Linked DNA regions of Mus musculus: region 1 is linked to region 2. A link is a contact called in public Hi-C data. All regions are on one chromosome and are shown on one strand. Each heading gives the region's core, a stretch centred on a gene start, on an enhancer-like site or on the middle of the called end of the contact. The rest is flanking DNA. Distances are from core to core; before and after follow the strand shown.

Region 1 (6,934 bases), core at 3,413-5,912, 200 kb before region 2:
TTTCTTTTTAAATTTTTTGTTCATTTCAAAATCACTTTGTGCTGTTCGTTGGAATTTTATGTACATTTTTGGACTAGATTATCAATTTTTTGAAAGTAGGTCAGCTGAAATTTGAGAAGTCAGGTTTTGACCACTTATTGAAGATATTTTATTATCTTAATTTATTGTCATTAACTATTACAATGTATTATTTATTTATAATTATCATCATTTTATGTATGTATATGTGCAGTTGCATAGACACGAGTACATAAGGGTAGGAGAATAACTTTTTGGTGTTATCCTCAGGAATGCCATTCACTTCCTTTGAGAAAGGAGATCACTGGTTAGGAAGAACTAGTTATCTGCGAAACCCCAGAAATCTTCCTGTTTCTGTCTTCCCACTGCTGGGATTGCTGGTTTGCTATCATGTCTGACATTTTCATTTGTGCTTTGATGATCAAACTCAGGTCTTAGTGATTTCAAGGCACACATTTTACCAACTGAGCTATCCCTTAAGTGATTTAACCTTTAAATAATATTTTTAATGTAAATTTCTCGTGCTAAAGGACATATGTCCAGTGGTTCTATAGCACCATGGGTGCTCATTCATTCACTTAAAAACTTTGGGAAATGAATGTAAGGTTGAGAACATGTCCTCTTTTCTAATTAGATACACATCTGGAAAAGTCACTGGATTTCCCTGAACCTACCAATTGATCGATTAAAATGTGAGAGCCAGGGACAATTACAAGAGTTGAAAGTCAAGTTAGAGAGAGACCAAAGAACTGCAGAAAGTATCTCTGGCAATGTATCTGTATTAAGGTTAATAAAGGAAGTCATAAGAAATCAATAACACAAACGCAGACCAAGGAAAACCAACAGTCTCCAGGGCCCAGAAGAGTCAAGGAATGGATTTGTTCCTACACCCTATGAAATGAACACAACTCTGCTAACCCCTGAGTTCAGAATTCTAGTACCAAGAACCATGAGGAATGAATTTCTGTTGCTGTCAGAGCAACCAGAGTAGAGAAAATAAATCACCTTGATTAACCATTGAAGACAAGCAAATTAAGGCAATGGTGGAATTTCTCCACCTGTTTCCGAATGCTAAAAGGAGAACAATAATGATCATGAAGACATGGGGCTGAATCTAAATATTGCTGCTGATGTTGTTTGGTAAAACTTTCTAAGCTGTGTATTTGCTTATCCTTTTGTTACCATTCCAATTACAGAAGACATACACAAAGGACATGTGGAATTCTTCTCACATCACAAACATATAGTTTCATAATAAGTGTTCATTTGGCTCCAGCTTAGAAAGAACCCAGTGTCCATCAAAAGTAGGATAACTAACTGTGATGGTGTGTTTGTGTTACTGAATATTATACAGCAAGATGAGAAACTGTAGCATCATGTAACAGCATGTGTTGACCTTACAACAGTGATGGTTCTGAGAAGTCATAACGTAAGCCAGCATCCCATGACTCTGTCGATATGTAAGATCAGGAACAGATTAAACTAATTCATAGTAGAAGAAGTCAGGTCATTTGTTGTCTTTTTAAAAGAGTCAATGACCAGAAGGACCTGAGAGGTTAGACTTCTTTCAATAAAAAAGACAGCAAACTTAATGAAGCTGGTCCTAAGTACTGCATTGTGTTCTGGGCATTCATTCAGCACATATTTATTAAGTTCTCTCTCTCTTTCCCTCTCTCCCTCTCTCCCTCTCCCTCTCTCCCTCTCCCTTTCTCTCTCCCTCTCTCCCTCTCCCTTTCTCTCTCCCTCTTCCTTCCCCTTTCCCTTTCCCTTTCCCTTTCCCTCTTCCTTCCCCTTTCCCTTTCCCTTTCCCTTTCCCTTTCCCTTTCCCTTTCCCTTTCCCTTTCCCTTTCCCTTTCCCTTTCCCTTTCCCTTTCCCTTTCCCTTTCCCTTTCCCTCTCCTTCTCTCCCTCTCCCTCTGATACAGGAGGACTGTTGGCCCTAGTTGGCTTCAAACTCATGGTTTGTCCCTGATTCAGCCCTCTGAGTGTAGGTATGCTATGCAGGCAAGACCATGTATAGTAAGATTTTGTTATTCACCAGTAACTCTTGCTCATAGGGTGACAGCAGGAGGATTGCCACGAGTTTGAGGGCATCATGTGAGTTCTAGGCCAGCTGGGGCAACATAGCTGTCAAAAATTCCATGTCAAAAACCCAAACCAGGTAGTCAAGAAATGGCTTTGTTAACAACATGCTTGCTGTCCATGCCTAAGGTTGTGACTTTGATTTCCAGCACCAATGTTAAACAAAACAAAACACCAAAAAACAAAAACAAACAAACAAACAAACAAACCCCAAACAACCTGGCATAATGGTGTGCATTTGTAATACCCATGCTGAGTGGGTTTAGTTGAGGAGACGGGTATAATTCTGGAGCTCACTGGTCAGTAAGAGTAGCCTAATTAGTGAGACTCTCTTAACAGTGAGAGGTCCTGTCTCTATAAACAAGGTGGATAGCTACTGAAAAGCAACTTCTGAAGTTTATCTCTGGCCTCCAAACACACTAGCACTCACACATACACTAGTACTCACATGAACACTTATCATCCCCAACAACAAAACCAAAAGTGCACCAAAAAGGAACTATGTCTAACAAATTAAAACTCCCCACCAGCAGCAGCAGCAGCAACAACAAAAATAACACCATCACCACCAACAACCACAAAAGATACACTTAGATCAAAGAAGTGGTTCCTACCCCATCCATAGCCCGGCTGCACATTCTACTGGTTTGGTCTTTGTTGCACATTAACCTCTTTTATTTATTTAACATCCACCAGGACTATGCTTCTGCAGTACTGAATAATCCACGAAGTTATCTGAGACAGATGATAGTCTCTGTTTTGATAATGAAGCCACCAACGAAGAGCTTTATTAGTGTGAAAAGTCACACAACCAGAGTTTTCTATCCCATTAGGAGGGAAAACCCCAACATATGTCATGTCACGTTAATAAATACTGCATGTGCAAACTGGGCTCTACATTAACAGTAAACTCCCCAAAGGGAAAATTGATTTGCTTTTAAATTTTAACAGATTTTCTTCTTTTCTTCTATAGGTTCTTGTTAGTTCTCCATCCCTTCTCTTCTATGAGGAATGTTAATTTCTATGAGAAATATAACATTCTCTAATCCAAACAGCAAAAAAGAGAAACAGAATGCAGAAAAAAAAGGAGTAAAGAGAAATAAAAGGGAAAAATAATAAATTGGTCATTAAACCAAAAAAAGATGCACAAGACACAAGAGAGAGGAGCAAAGCTGCGCATGTTCCGCGTGGGGCTGAGGTGCAGATGTAAGTATAAAATGCTCCACAAGAGATGTAATTGAGAAAATCTATCAAATGTCCTGACAGCTGCTCCGGCATTTCCAGAAGCGATAAAACTGGAATTTATTTCACTCCTAGAAAAAGGGGCAGTATCACCTTCTGGCGGCTTTAATGAAATGCCATAAAATTCGAGGAAAAACTGTGTTGTTAAGTCATAAAAAGGCAGTCGGAAGTGGATTGCTAGAGATGCTGCAGGAGGGGTTGGTGTATCTGAAAAGTGACCATTGGGGACTGGGGCCTTTTATGGAGGTCACTAGCGATGCCTGTGGGTTTCTGATCCTGTGGTGCCTCTTGTTCATCTACTCACCTGTATAGTGTGGCACATGACTTCCTGGATCCCTGACTCTTCACAAGCCATACCCAGATCTAGGAGCCCCCAGCACCCCTTATTATGTGTGTGAATGTGTGAAACTGCATACACATTGACAGATACTTAGTCTTGGATGTTTTGCAAAATGCAAGTGTCAGCAATTGCACTCATTGATTTTCCAGTTGATTTCTGTTTGTTGGTGGTTTTTGTTGTGGCTGTTGATTTTTGAGATTGTGATTTAATTACAATGTTTATTCCTTCCCTTATGCCTCTAAGTCCTCCCATATACCCCTCTCCAGTCTCCTTCAAGTTCATAGCCTCTTTTTTCATTGTTGTTGGATATTTGTACATATATGCACATACATTCCTAGATATAACCTGTTGATTCCATATAATAATGTTTGTATATATGTTTTAGGGCAGATCATTTGGCATTGGATAACCACTTGGTGTGTTCTTCCATGGGAAGGACCATCTCTCTTGCTCCACAGATTTACTCAGTAGCCTGTGGTTCTCTGTGTAGGGTTGAGTCCTTGAGGGCTTTTCTCCATTCATTTTGGCCTGCTTTTCAGTGCATCTTTGGTTTAGCTCATGTTCGGGCAGTCACATTGGTGAGATTTTATGGGTGTAGGTGGTAGGGAATTCAGTCTCACCATTTCCTGAGCCTCTGGCTCTTACACCCCCTTACCACTTCTGCAATGTTCCCCGAGTCTTCAGAGCATTTTGTAGACTTTGGAGGAGCTCTTCTGCAATTTCTAGGAGTGGCCTGCATTTCCTTCTCTCCCAGGGAGAATTAATATGGTAAATAGGGATAGAATAGCCAACAGCTCACTATTCCTACCTTTAGGCCTGTGGGAAGCTCCTCTGGCTATGGGTTCTAGGGGCAGTAGCTGGAGCAGTCACACCCAATACAATCTTCTTCTACATTACATTCTGATTTCTTAGAGTCTGCCACCCTCTTAACCTCCACCCAGTTCCTTCTGGCCTTGGTTCTGCTTTTTGATACTTTTTGATGTGTCGTCGGCTCTTCCCTTGATGATGAGCACCCATGAGCACCACAACCATGTTGTAGTTTGAATCTTATCTTCTAGAGGCTGGGTCTCAAGACATTAGTCCCTAGTTCACAGGTGTTATTTTTGAGAGGTTGTAGAAACATGGGAACTGGGGTATAGCTGAAGGAAGTAGGTAACTAGGGCAGGTTCTTGGGGTATATAATCCTGTTATTCGTCGCGTTCTCACGACCGGCCAGGAAGAACACAACAACCAGAATCTTCTACGGCAAAGCTTTATTGCTTACATCTTTTTGGGGCCAGAGTGTAAGAAGCAAGAGAGAGAGAAAAACGAAACCCCTTCTATTTAAAAGAGAACAACAATTGCCTAGGACGCATCACTCCCTGATTGGCTGCAGCCCATGGCCGAGCTGACGTTCACGGGAAAAACAGAGTACAAGTAGTCGTAAATACCCTTGGCTCATGCGCAAATTATTTGTTTACCAACTTAGAACACAGGATGTCAGCGCCATCTTGTGACGGCGAATGTGGGGGCGGCTTCCCACAGTTCCCCCTTTTTCTTTTAATAAGAGCAAATAGGCCACCCATATTAATGAGAGTGGAGATAGAGGTCAAATCCCCAGTGTGTAGGTAAAGGAGCCATGTACAGGATTAGCTCTTAGGCTTACAGGCTTTTACCCAGAGCAACCCTGACCTGCTCCCGTGTCGTTTTGCCTGGGGGAAGGGAACTAGGACACTGAACCTTCATGAAAGATGACATGTCTCCCTAGAATAGGCTCATATATGCCGCAGAGCCTTTCCATTGCAGTGCTTAGCCTTGCAACTCTCTCGGGCTGCTGAAGCACACTCACTCTATCTCGTGCAATGAGACTAGCCTCGTGAGATATAAGAGCTGAGTGGCCAGCGACCTATTGCCTAAGCATAGATATATCAGGGGAAGCTCCATGTTCTAGTCCTGCAAGCGCCTGGGCAATAACCACCTTGTCTCTCTTAGTTTAGGCCTTAAGCTTACAGACCAATCAAAGAAGCAACACTAATCCACAGCAAAGTGTATCTCCAAATAATATTAATCCCACCCATTTTTTTAAAGAAAGAAAATGCTGAGGAGATCCAATTGGGTAATCCTTTGGTCAGCGACAGGTCCAAGCGCGTGGAGTTGACCTGAAGTCTCAATTCCCGAAGGATCTGTTTAAATTCAGCCATCCAATTCTGTAACATATACTGAAAAAGACTTTTTGACAAATTAGCTGCCCTAGTAAATTTAACATACTGAATGGAAATAACACACAATCCCGGAAACTTTTGTTCACATCCCTGCTGAGTTATTTGTCATAATACATCTAGTTGTATCTGGACAAGATCTATGAGTTGATTAACCAGCATGAGACCTCTCTGTATCTTGACATTAGCTGAGGCCTGTTCATCTATGACTGTAGTCACTGAGGCTGACAAAGTGTTAATGGTGTCAGTCATCTGGACCTGTCCAGACAGAGCCAAGGCTGTCTGAATTAAGGCCAAACCCAGTTCCTAGTTAGTGGTAAAAAAGCAGGAGAATACTTGAGCATTATACATCACCGTCATTGGGAGTGGAAATGTCGACATTATCCCCCAACGCTGCTCTCTCTTTATTATTGACGCCCTGGACATCACCAAGACGAGGGACATTAGTATTCCCTTGGTCAGTCTGGATTTTTCGGGTGAGTCTTTCCGGTACCCAAAATGGGTTGTCTTCATTCTGTGGGAAAACACAGATAGCTCCCCTGGATCTTATCAAGATAGGATCCGGGCCATACCATTTATTATCAAGGACATTTTTCCATTTAACCATCTCATTGGGCCTATCTGGCTCTGAACAATGACGTTCAGCCGCAGTATGGCCATGAGCATCAATATTTAAAAAATTGAGTGTAAAGAGTGCCAAAGACACCGACACTCTTGGTGCTCGGGGTACAGTCTCCTCAAAAGTTCCCCTCTTCTGTTTTATAAGATAGGCTTTGAGGGTGCGATGCGCACGCTCAACAATACCCTGTCCTTGAGGGTTGTACGGAAGTCCAGTCAGGTGGGTTACGTCCATCTGACGGCAGAACTGCTGAAATTTTTGAGACGTGTAAGCTGGTCCATTATCAGTCTTAAGGAGTCTGGGTTTCCCCCAAGCACTCCATGCCTCAAGACAATGTTGAATCACATGTGAGGCTTTTACTCCGGTTAACGGAGAAGCAAACATGATGCCAGAACATGTGTCAATGGACACATGGAGATATTGAAATTTTCCAAAG
Region 2 (7,481 bases), core at 2,276-4,775:
CTGGAAATTCATTCGAATAAGAAAAAAAAAGGAGGGTTAGGAGTTTACTCTCTGGGGAAGCACACAGCATCAGGGAAGGAGGAATGCTCTGGCTGGCTGTTTATAGGACCTAGGGGCTCTGTCTCACATCTCATGGGTGAAGTGAAGATGAAACTGCCTGAAATCATTGTGTTTAGCTTGGCCTAGTCTTGGCTACTCTTCTGTGGTAGGTATCCTCCACACAGGCCCAGACCAGATTGCTGTGGTTAAAGGCTGTTCAGATGTCCCTTTATTCTCAGGGCTACTTCCTGGTCTGCTACTGTTTCTAAATGGATTGAAACAAATGAGCACGTATATTCCAGAGCTTCATCTGGGAAGGACACAGACTCAGAGTCAAGGCTGTGTCTACGGGGGTTCATAAGCAAGGTCCGACAGATGAAAGAAAGCCCTTTAGAGAGCAGGGATTAAGGGGGATCTATGTAGAAAACAGGCCTGGAAGTTCCAGAGTTTACCTGATACTTCTGATTGAACCAAACTCAGAAGCCATTTCAGGTAGAATTCTACGATGGCATGGGGGTGCATGCCTAGAATCACAGAATTGAAAGTCTGGGACAGAAGGATTTTGTGTTTAAGGCCAGCCTGTATTACATATTTAGTTCCAGGCCAACCCTAGCATTACAGCAAGCCCCTGTTCCAGTAAGGAAGTAAACGAAATGAATCAATTAATGAAGTAGAGATCAGAAACTCAAATGGCATGCAGAGGTCCGAATGCATGTAAATGAGCAGAGTGGGGGACAGGGAAGAGTGAAACATGGGACAACATGGAGGGCACCCAGCTACTCCAGCATCCTGGGGTCAGGCAGGAGTGCCAACCTAGCATTAACACACCACAGGCTTTGCAAGACGATCATAAAATCTGTTTTGAATTTTAAAAATATTGCTTTGATTTTGTTTGTTTGTTTTATTTGTTTTAAATACTGGGCCAAAGCAAAGGCTCTGGCCAAACAGAAAGCATTCCTGGAATTAGATTCAACAGGGGGTACCAGTGAGCAAGCACCAATTTAGAAATATCTGTGACAGGACTGGCTCAAGAGCAGCGATTTGCGGACAATCCAGTTTGTGGCTCTCACCGTCATCTTCATACCCTCTCCTCACTCTCAGTGGCGTTAGCATGAAACCAGGCCAAAGGGCAGGACTCCATGCACGATCCGTTCCTAGGCAGTCATTTTGCTAAGTGTTTCTCACCAACCTACAGTTGTAGAGTTCCCCACCCAGTTCCAGGCATGGCCTGGTCCTTCTTGGGGATTGGAAATTGTACTCTCACTTCTCTCTCGGCTAATTGCTTTAATGCATCCTGAATGTATCTAGGCTACCGCCCCCTAACCACTGGGTCATCATTTATTCACAGGCCTGAAGTCCCTTAAGCAGCCTCCTGCTGGCCCTCACGCTGTGGGGGATTAATGTAGTCTGGTTGGTGAGTCAAAAAGAAAGATGACATCATTTTCATGTCAGGCTCAGGATATGTGCTTGTGTCTGCAGGGGTGACAGAGTGCAAAAAGAGGAAAACCCAAGATCCTTCCCTTCCAAGGTGGCATGAAGGCCCCTCCCCCGTCCTCCTCTTTCAATCCAATCTGGCTTCTCCTGAGGGAGTTATTAATGTGGGACACAGCCTGGCTCCTTCCCTTCTGTCTCCTCATATAAATCCAACTAATTAATTTACTTTAACAAGAAGAATCATTTTTTCTCTCAATCTTTGTTGTCGTTGTTAGAGCTTGGTTTTCCCTTACTGCAAAGCCAAACCATGGCTGCTTTCATCCTTTCTCTTCCAAGTTCATCTGTGCCAGGCCCAGCACATGAAGATCTCTTATTCTACAAAGGCAGATCCACCACTCTAAACTGGGAGAGAAGGACCCTTTGTGTTAGGATTAAGTGAGGAAAAAGTCCTAGAAGAAGAGGAAAGGGTGAGATTCTACTTTCTCCCAGGTTAATCTGGCAACAGGCAAATGGAAAGAATAGCTCATGCATGGAAGCCAGTCAGCATGAGGAGATTTACACGAGTTTTCAAAATCTCCAGTACAAACAAGTTGGCCCCAAACCAAATTACATCAAGATAAGTTTAAAGCTCTTACTTGCCCTTTCATGGCGACTCCAGAATCAAAGCACCTCCTTCTATATGACAGTGAGTGTTCTAATCAAGGGAACAGAAAGGCAGAAGTGGAGAACAAAGTGAGAGGACTGCTCATTTCTCTCTTCTGATTTTTTTTTAGGAGGTCAGATAAGCAACCTAGTTCTGTCTTGGTTGAGTGACGCCATTTGGTTTGGGCTGTTGGATGTGGTGCAGTAAGGAATTCAGTACAAACCAATGGCTTGGGGGTTTTTGTTTGTTTGTTTGGTTGGTTTTGTTTTTTATTAAAAACAAGTACACGGAATAGCACATAGCAGTAGCATAGTATTGGCTATTTTTTGTTAAATCTTCTATCTCCTTTCGATGTTTGAATAGAAAACCCTGCCAGAAATATGTCACTTATTGTCAAATAACTGTCTCTCTGTCTTCACCACACTTGAGGAGAGCAAGACTATATGGGCTCAGATTGCTGTTCCAGGTAATGGTGTCAGCATACAGAAGTTGAAGGTTGCTTTTACAAAGGAAATCAGGAGGAAATGGAACTGGGACAAAACCAAGTGTCTCTCTCTCTCTCTCTCTCTCTCTCTCTCTCTCTCTCTCTCTCTCCTTTCCCTCTCTCTTCCTCCCTCCCTCCCATCTCCGCCTCTTCCTCTTCTTTCTGTGGAAGTGTCAATCTTTTAAAAGCCCCCTCCCCCAATAAAAGTAAAAGGAGAATCCGGAGGAGCAAGTGCCAGCCTGCCCATTCACACTCATCTGGGGAGAGGGGTTGGAAACTGCTAATGGAGGGGCCAGCTGCTATGGAAACTCTGCCAGGCTCCAGCGAGGGGCTTTTACTTGCCACTGAAACCCTCACTCTTGGCTTCAGCTAGAGCATGACTAAAGACACCAGGGGGGCGATCCTGAAACACTGGATAGAAATAAACCCCATTCCTGGGGCGAGGCAGCTAGCTCAGTTTACTTTTTGACTTAGTCTGGAAAAACAAAACAAAACAAAACAAAACTTAAAATACAGGCAAAATCTCTCTCCCTCTTAGGACCTGAGACCTTTGAAAGTCAGACTTTGTGTGTGTGTGTGGGGGGGGGGGGGTTAAGGATTAGAAACTTCCTTCTTCCCTCCCTTGCCTTGAAAAAAATATCCAACCAATATCAGTTTTAAGTATGCAGATATGCAGTTTGTGACATTACAGAGCAAAAAAGGGAGAGAGGAAGGGATAGGAGATAGTTCATCTTCATTGTCAATTAACTTAGATTAACTTAGGAGCCTCCTCTCTGAGCATGTCCATGAGGGCATTTCCATGAAGGTTTAACTGGAGCGGGCGATACAGCCTGAACTTGGTCAGTACCATTTTATGGACTGGGGTGCTGAGCTGAATAAAAAGGAGGAAGTGAGGGAGAGAGCGTGCTGAGTGCCAGCATTCATCGCAGTCTGCTTCCTGTCCACAGCTACCCTGTGGCCAGCTGCTTCACTCTCCTGCTGCCACAGCCCAGGCAGTCCTGCCTTGCTGGACTGCACTCACAGCTGGGTGCCAAGATAAACCATCTCTCTGGCGGGGTTGGGGGTCCCGTGTACCTCTCATTTAGCCCAATAACCAAAACAGCTCAGAGATGAAGTAGCTATCTTCTTCATCTTGTGAGTCTCTATTAATGGGTTCTTTCACGGATGGACTCATACTGCTATATTCAGCCTAAGCCAAATGGTTACTATTACCAAAGTAAAGATGCTACGAGGTGTAAGTATTTCTCATTCTAGAAGAAAAAGGAGAATGTTGTCCAATGAACTACCCTTTGGGGGAAGTTTGTTCTTGAGTGACTTGGATATCTCAAAGTGAATTAAGTAGTACTGGCAGCCTATTCAACCCCTTTTGCTCTGAAATGTTTTGAGGACATATATGGGCTCAGAACAGCACATGGCATAATGTATATCATCAGTGAATTCTAGCAATTTTGATGGATATCATTATTAAATTATAAAACTCTAAAGAGTTTATAACCACAGCATCTTACAGATGGAGAAACTGAGGCAAAGGGCATCTGAAACCTCGCTAAGGTCACATCGCCAAGCCAAAAAAAAATTGATGATCCAAGCAATAGGTCGTTCTTTTATTTAGTTTACAACTAAAATACTTTGTTAACTTTCACTGAAGAAGTTAATATAAGATCATGGATTTCTCTTCCCTCCTCCCTCCCTCCCTCCCTCTCTCTCTCTACACACACACACACACACACACACACACACACACACACATACATGCACACACACATGCACACAATACACTTCTTACATAGGGAATTCATACTTAAAGCAAACATAACACATACTGAAAGCCGGACATGTGTCACACTAGAAGCATTCCAATCCCTTTGGTAGTGATGGAGTCCTTAATTACCATGTGCCACTGCTGTTAACCTCTGCAAAAAAGTCTAATTATCAGAGATTAATGAACAGAGCTTAGGCACATGTGAGGGAGTGTTGCTGAGGGGTTTTCATTTCTGCATTTCATTATCTCCATCAATACTGCTGTTCCTCATGGACATGTTACAGAATTATTATTATTATTATTATTATTATTATTATTATTGTTATCACTTTGAGCTATGTTCTGTGAAACATCAAAAACAGAGAGCCTTTGAAAGAGCTCAGGGCAAGAATTTCTTTCCAGGAAATCTTTAGGAAGTCTGTAAACCGGGTGGCTGCTGCTGGCTGTTCACTGATGAATCATGCCACGTCGGTTCATAGGGAATAAAGCTTAGACGGTCGCCAAGGAAACAGGGTGATATTTTGGAAGTATCTGAAACCACAGTAAAATTTCTAGGAAAAAAAATCAATGTCTTAGTCAAGAGTCGGGTCAATCTTATCTTTGTCAGGGTGAGTAACAGTAATGCAAACGCAGGTCCAATTCTTCATTCCTGTCTGCAGCAAAATCTAAAACCACACATGTTGGACTGGGATGTACAGAGAATGTTCTCTGTGCACAGAAGAAACAATGTTTGCTGTGTGGATCCTGAAAATTGGTCAGTAGGCTGGTCCTTGGAGCAAGGCTGTGCCCGGCGGCCATCTTTGAATATAGTCATAAGCTCTATCAGAGTGGGTGTTCTCCTGAGAATCTCAGAAATTCCAATGTCACGTTCTGTCAAGACAACAAGCTTGTAGCCAGCAAAGGGCTGTGGCCACATAGAAGCTGGGACCTCAGGAGGATCTTGGGTACAATCCACGAGACAGGTTTCATTAATAAATGATTAGATTTGCAAATCTTGTCAGTAGAGATTGCTATCACAGAATTAATGGAATAAATAAGGAAACATTTCCAATGTTGCTGGCTGGCTTTCAGAGCAGAGTGGATCTCTGCTTTTGTTGCAATTTATGGCTGCCTCTTTGATCAACTCCTGGGGAGTTCAAGGAATGATTTTTCTGCTTCCAACACCTGCTTTCAGATTTGCTTAAAAAAAAAAAAGCCCTTGACTTTTCATATCATTTTGTGCTTTCAACACAAAGGTTCCCTGGGATAATTTCAGCTAAAGATAAATACAGATAAAGTGAATAATCTGTAGTAAAGAAATCTGAATTGTGTTTTCAGACATGACCCATTTGACACCGGGTTGGGAAAGGGATTTGCTCACAATGAACACACAAAAGTGTCCACAGTGTTATTCTGGTATCTACACTATGTAGCCCAAAGTCAAAGACATCTCCTGACTCAAAAGCAAACTGAGATGCCACCCAGTGTGGATGACCCAGCAGGGGGATGAAACATATGCTCGGGATATTAGTGATGCACGGGTACTCATTTTCCTTTGTAAAAAATAACAAAGAAAAAAAAAGTCTGAGAACATTAACCATCTTTATTTCTTTTTAAGTAATGAATGCAGGAAAATATGATTATGAAGATCTAACTACATGTCCTATTGAAGGAAAATTGTCATTTCCCCTGGGCAAAGGTGAAGGATCAAGTTGCACCCGAGTATCTACTCGCCCCTCTGACTTGGTGATCAGTGTATACTGCTCAGGGATTAGAACGTTACTCACATCATGGCTACTTTCCTGTGTTTCTGAACTCAGAGGAAGACACACGCAACGGAGAAGAAGCACATATCCACATTAGAAGATTAATATGTAAATCTCAAGAGAGAGGATGAAAGACACGAGAATGACTTGGTCTGGGGAAGAAAATTAAAGCCTTGAAGTCTACCAAAGAACCAAACAGGAAAACAGCAATAGCTAAAAGACAGGGTTTCTTACTAGAATATCAGAAGTAAAAATTTCCTTCCAAATTAATTCAGCTGGGTAGATCAAACACTGTTGTCTTTTGGAGATATGGCAAAGGTGAGCAGCATCTGGGTGGATAAGAGGTCTTCTCTTGACTATCCAAACTTACTGTAGGGGAGATGAAAATAAATCCAATATTAAGGTTAGTCACATGAGCTTCTTTTATAGGCATACCATAGGAGAGAGATTTGTACTGCTGCTCAGCTCCAAGGCTAGTGAAGGGCTTGAAATTAATTTCAAGGTATCTGTTTTGGTGGTAAAGGAAGATTTTGTTGAGGGCTAAGGACTAGGCCATATTCACTGTCACTCCTTTGAATCATCGATCTATGACGGGTAGGAAAATCAAGTAACGAGAAACATCATGGCAAGACACACCTTATGTTCTTCACTATCCACTAAGTGTCACAAAGCTCACCATTTCCCTCCAGTTCTCCCACTAGGGATTTATACATATTAAATGTACATCTTCTTTGCTTTTCTTTTTATCGAAAATAGATTTTTTTCTCACATAATGGATCCTGATTATAGTTCCCGTCCCTCTACTCCCCCCAGTTCTACCTCCCTTGCCCTCCCATCTGGTTCACCCCCCTTTCTGTCTCTCACTAGAAAACAAACAGATTTCTAAGGGGGTAATAACAGAATAAGATATAATGAGATAAAAACAAAAACTAACACACTGGAAAAGCACAAAACAAGCAAGCACAAGTAAAAGAGCCCAAGAGAAGGCACAAGAATCAGAGACCCACTTTTTTCTCCCACTCAAGCATCACACAAAAGCCCTAAACTGAAAGTTATAATATGTACCCAGAGAACCAAAGAGAAAAAAATACAAATAACATTTTAAAAATAAAAAATAAGATTAAATACAAAAGCTCTGACACCATTTTGGGACAAGGAAACCCCAAAGATGCCAATGAGTTTGACCATCTACTGTGGGGCATGCAGCCCAACCTTAAGTGTAGTTTGTTTCCCAAGTACAATTCCCTTAAAGAGATCTAAATTTTCATTTGCAAGTGGTTATCACTCAAGTGGTTATCAATAGCTTCTGGTTAGGGCTGGAGTCATATGTCTCCTTCTCCTTTCAGCCCTAGGACCCCCATCTGGTGTAGACCC

What was found. Hi-C and Micro-C count contacts between places; a contact is called where the count stands out from the background.
Region 1: a Hi-C map of bone marrow-derived macrophages shows a contact between it and region 2, with 20 read pairs. The contact joins two enhancer-like sites. A contact is called at or near these places in 1 of 484 Hi-C or Micro-C datasets (bone marrow-derived macrophages), 1 of 115 datasets of contacts at active chromatin or transcription factors (bone marrow-derived macrophages) and 1 of 9 other capture datasets (macrophages).

The regions. Positions count from the first base shown.
Region 1 is chr1:64,388,124-64,395,057 of GRCm38.p6, reverse strand. No RefSeq gene overlaps it. Among named protein-coding and RNA genes, the nearest start is that of Gm35803, 110 kb to the right of the region's middle. Within about 2 kb of position 4,662, at least 3 of the 459 cell types and tissues checked have an H3K27ac peak or open chromatin away from gene starts, as enhancers often do. A contact at or near this core is called in bone marrow-derived macrophages, where this site is marked.
Region 2 is chr1:64,185,720-64,193,200 of GRCm38.p6, reverse strand. All of the region lies in intron 1 of Gm35880 (a long non-coding RNA gene), which reads right to left. Among named protein-coding and RNA genes, the nearest start is that of Gm39654, 67 kb to the left of the region's middle. Within about 2 kb of position 3,525, at least 105 of the 459 cell types and tissues checked have an H3K27ac peak or open chromatin away from gene starts, as enhancers often do. A contact at or near this core is called in bone marrow-derived macrophages, where this site is marked.